Linked DNA regions of Gossypium arboreum: region 2 is linked to region 1. A link is a contact called in public Hi-C data. All regions are on one chromosome and are shown on one strand. The core of a region is the stretch at or near the end of the contact, and the rest is flanking DNA. Distances in the headings are between cores, read along the strand shown.

Evidence for each region. Hi-C and Micro-C count contacts between places; a contact is called where the count stands out from the background.
Region 2: a Hi-C map of leaf shows a contact between it and region 1, with 5 times the contacts expected there. The contact joins the promoter of LOC108460794 here to the promoter of LOC108457709 in region 1. A contact is called at or near these places in 2 of 5 Hi-C or Micro-C datasets (both in leaf).

The regions. Positions count from the first base shown.
Region 1 is chr4:101,767,054-101,769,643 of ASM2569848v2, forward strand. It overlaps LOC108457709 (ankyrin repeat-containing protein At5g02620-like), which reads right to left and starts at 1,299. Exons shown (of 4, transcript XM_017756792.2): 1 at 919-1,299; 2 at 45-447. The coding sequence starts at 336.
Region 2 is chr4:101,919,917-101,922,506 of ASM2569848v2, forward strand. LOC108460794 (UDP-glucuronic acid decarboxylase 1) reads left to right here and starts at 1,305. Exons shown (of 6, transcript XM_017760449.2): 1 at 1,305-2,200; 2 at 2,317-2,464; 3 at 2,566-2,590. The coding sequence starts at 1,541.

The DNA.
Region 1 (2,590 bases), core at 49-2,548:
CATATCCAACATGATCATGGAGTGAAGCAAACTAAGAAACTCACCCAAGTCCCCTTGCTTAGCAGCAATATGAAAAGCATCATAGCCATTCCTTGCTTTAAGACCAGCCAAAACAATATCACAGTGCTTCATTATTTCCTTCACCAAATCAGCATGACCACACTCTGCAGCAACGTATAAGGCAGTCTCACCGGATTGATTCCGCTTCGACAACAAGTCTTTCAACTCTCCATCCTCAAGACCATTAATTATTTCCAAAACCAATTCAAAATCCCCTGCTCTAACAGCCGAGTGCAGCCGTGTAGCGTCCTTTTTACTTGTTAGTTGCTTTGTCATCTTCTTTTTCTGAAAGCTTAGCTATTTCCCCATAGTATCTTTGCCTCCTTTAATGCAAACTTGCAAAAGAACAAGATCCCCCTCCCTCCTTTTCTTTGATGGTTCTGATTTCTTTTGAATCAAAAAACTTCAGTTATTTACCACACATACAGATCAAAACATGAAGAATCCCTGAAATCGTTATATTAAAAAAAAAGATATGACTCAGAAAAACCGAAGAGATATGTATGCACATGGCAAACCTGATTTTCTCTAGATATCATATTCATAAAATTTCTCTTGCAACCCAAATTCAGTACACATATTTTAATCTAAAAAATAAATATAAAACCCTCACACTCATGATTATAATATCCATAGTTCATATCTATTATTATTACCAGCAATCATAGAAAAAAAGAAGAAGTGATAAACACTGTAAGTTTTGAAACTTTGCTTCATTTTTTAATCTTTATCTACATTCAATGAATCAAAGACAACAATAATGATTGGTAGTTAAATTTACCCCAACTACAAAGTCAAAGAATCCCAAGTAAAAAAATAAATAAATAAATGCCTCTTAATTTTTCTTCTTTTACTTACCAATGGTTGTTGGTTCCTTCCTGGCTTGTAAAAACCAAAGCTTTCCTCTTCTCTGTTATAGAAACAATTCATTAAGGCGAAAAAAAACCTTTGATGGGTACAATGAAGAACAAAAAAACTGGGGAGAAAATAGGGGAAAATAGAAGCAAAAAAGGACAAAAGAGGGGTTAGGCATGGAGCATGGACGAAAGCGTAGTAGAAAAAGGTTATAAGCAAGTGGTTGAAAAATGAAAACTTTGAAACGTTGGCCTTGGATTTTCCCACAGTTGGGTGGAGTCGACCTTTGAGTCCAACGTTGTACGTAATATGGAGTTCCCCAATGGTTTAATTCCGCGTAAGCAGCAAATGGGCCACCTCTAATCATTTAAGTAAAGCGTGCCCGCCACTAATCACTTAACAAACGCGGTTTAAATAAAATTATTATTTTTTATATTTTAAATAAAAACATAAAAATTTAAAAATATATTCTTTAAAAAATAAAAAATTATGAAAAAACAAAAAAATCTTTAAAAATAAAAATATAAAAAATATTATAAAATTAAATGTTATCTAAACTAGATCAAATTAATTGTTCGAATCGAGAACTAATTTGGGTATCAATATGATGAGAGATAAAAAATCGGTTGACTTACAGACTAGTTAAACCAAATTCGAATTAGTTTGATCAACTGATTTCTTGACAACCGGTCCAATTGATTCAAAGCAATTAAATTACTAAAAAAATCAAATAAAAATATTAAAAAATTATAAAAATTTGTTCACTTTCCAACTCAACTTATTTTTAAACCCATTTCAATCAGTCCTTACTGGTTTGCGGGTCTATCAATTATTTAAAATTTTAAAATTTTTAGCCTTCGAACATTTACATATTTTGTCATTTTCGTCCATAGCCATTAAAAGGAGTACTTTTTAAAAAAATAAAAATATTTTTCCTATTTAAACAAAATTTAAAAATTATAAATTTTAAAATATATAAAATGAAAAATAAAAATTCTTTAAAATTTAAAAATTAAAAATGATTTTTAAAATATTTTAAAATATAAAAAATTCCAAAATCCAAAGTTATCTAAACCGGATCTGGCCAATTGGATCAAGAACTAGCTAGGGTATCGATTCAATGAATAGACAAAATGGTACAAACTGGTTGAGCCGGGCCAAAACGGTATAGACTAGTTGAATTGGTCTAAAAAACTAGTTGAATTAGCAATTGAATCGATTTTTATATTTTCTATTTGTAATAATTTATTTGCTTTGAACCGATTGGACCAATCGTTCTGGGAACCAATGTAACACCCTTAAAATTGATATATTATAAAGTAGTAATAAATTGAATAGTGTATTATTGATTTTCCGGTAAAATGAGAAAATGATATAAAGATGATAAAAGAGAAGATTGAGGTGTATTAAAGAAAATTGAATTGAGAAGTTTGTTGTGGGATACTAAATTAAAGTAAGGATTAAATTGTTAAGGTGTCAAATGTTGAGGTTCAAATATAATTATTCAAAAATTGAAGGATTGAAATATAAATATGAGAAAAACTGAAGGACCAAAAGTGAAAAATAACCCCATTTCTTATGACATGAAATTGGTGTGCAGAGATTGAATTGAATAAGTGGAAAAATATGAAGGACTAAATCATAATTTTATAAAAAATGAGTAGTTACTTAAGAG
Region 2 (2,590 bases), core at 55-2,554, 150 kb after region 1:
TGACTTCTCCGCAACTTGCAAGATTAGCACAAAACCCCTTAATCTTGACCAAGAACTCTCTCATAGACAGATTACCCTTGCGTTGAGAGTGCAAGGCACGCCTATAAAATATTAACCTAGACGTAGTTTTACTGCCATATAGAGCAACAATGGCATTCCAGATTTGGGCACTAGTGTCCATACCAATAAGATGAGGAAGAACAGCTGGACTTACAGAGGATAGAAGCCAAGAAGCAAGAGCACTGTCCTGCTGCTCAAATCGAGCAAACTCTGGGTTCTCATGAAACACACCATCAGCATCAGGAATTAGCGAAAAAGGAGGAACCGTACCAGTGTCCAAGAACCGTTGAAGCTTGTATATCTTGACGGCCAAAAGAACCTGTTGGCGCCATAGTAAGTAGTTAGTATCATCAAGAAGTACACTTATTTTCTTGGTAGCAAAAAATCGGCTATCGACAACACCATCTGTAAGACTAGATGTCATGGCCGGTGTAGAAGAATGAGCAGCTGAGGGACTGGTAGGCTGCGACATGGATAAACGAAGGAGAAAAGAGAAAAAAAAAATCTTGGGATCAACTGGCTCTTGATACCATATTAAGCTAAGTAAAGAATACAATCAAGAGAATATCATCTTATTACTTGATTCATGAACAGAGTAGATACATGCTATTATATACTAGAATAAGCATGCTAACCATGCAAGTTAACTACTAACAGACTAACAGTTAACTCGTTATTAATAGTGGAACTACTAACAGACTAACTAACTTTTATTAGTTATGCTAACATAAGGAAGAAAAAAAAAAAAGGAGGAATGATGGACGTAGGGGATGGCATGAAGGGGAAGAAGATGATGAGTAATGGAGGTTAAAAAAAACAAAAGTAAAAAGTGATGATGTGGTGTGCATGATTATGTGTAAAATAAAAATTTTCTCTAATAACAATGACCAAATTGTAAGAATTTTTTTGTGTGACCAAATTAAAAACATCTTAAAAATTAGGTGATCAATTAAAGAATTTACCCTTAAATTAAACATGTTAATATAATTTTTTTCAAAATTTTAATCAATAGTTTTCCACTTACACCAAGAAAATAACATTTAATTGGAGCCATGAAATGGGGCGGGGATTACTTCACTTAGGCATCGGGTTTGCAGCCCAATGGTGCAGTACGCATTTGGGGTAGGCCTGGCTGATGGCTGATGGATTTGGTGAGTCTGCGTACGTCCACAAATAAAATGAGTAAAATTTGGATCATATGACTACGTTCCCTTTTAAGCAAAACGACCCATCCCTCCCCCCCCCCCCCCTCTCTCTCTCTCTATCTTCATTCCTTCTCAAGCTCTCTCGTCCCTCTCCATTTACGTTTGGTGCTAAAAACCAGTGAATCATTGAAACGTCTTCCAGCCTTCCACCTTCTACATTCGTTTTCAACCTCTCCATTAAATGAAAAAATCCAAAAGGAAAAACAAATTATTCTAAAGGCTCCTTCATTTCTCCCCTTCTAGAAAGAACAAGAAAACCAAGAAATAAAAAAGCCATGAAACAGTTGCACAAGCAATCTAGCATGAACCATAGGCGGGATGAGGAGACCCCATCAACACAAACGCCTCCTTATTCACCCAAATCCTTAAAACACCCCAAATCTATCCCTAGATCCATTAACTATCTCTTCAAAGAACAACGCCTTCTTTTTATCCTCATCGGCATTTTGATTGGTTCCACCTTTTTCATCCTACAACCCAGTTTGTCTCGTTTGGGTCCCACCGATGCCCGTTCCCCTATACGCAGATCTTTCTCCAAGGACAACATCGTCTCCTCCGACGTCTCTGTTGTTTCCGATAACCACGACTCCTCGGCTTCCTTTTCATCCGGTACGAACAGGGCCGTTTATGGAAAGGTGGGGCGGGTACCTGTTGGGATTGGACGGCGGAGAATGAGGGTCGTGGTCACGGGAGGGGCTGGGTTCGTTGGCAGTCATCTTGTTGATAAGCTAATTGCTAGAGGCGATGAGGTGATTGTTCTTGATAATTTCTTCACTGGGAGGAAAGACAATTTGGTTCATCTTTTCGGGAATCCCATGTTCGAACTCATTCGACACGACGTGGTTGAGCCAATTCTGTTAGAAGTGGATCAGATCTATCATTTAGCTTGCCCTGCGTCTCCCGTTCATTATAAATACAATCCTGTCAAGACTATCATATCCTTTGCCATTGTTTATGCCAATTTCGGTTTACCATATTTATTTTTCTGGATTTTAATGCTGTTTCTGTCATGTTTATGTCAATTTGAGATCCTTTGACTTAGTGAATTTACAAGACAAATGTGATGGGTACTCTTAATATGTTGGGGCTTGCAAAGAGAGTTGGGGCTAGGTTTTTGCTGACAAGCACGAGTGAGGTTTATGGCGATCCGCTTCAGCATCCACAGAAAGAGACCTATTGGGGAAATGTCAATCCAATTGGTAAAGTAGCTAGTGCTACAAGCGTACAACAATTATTTGTTTTGGTTGCTTGTTTTTCTGTTCATGTCGTCTAACGTTATTGTTTGGCTTAATCTGGTTAGGCGAGAGGAGTTGCTATGATGAAGG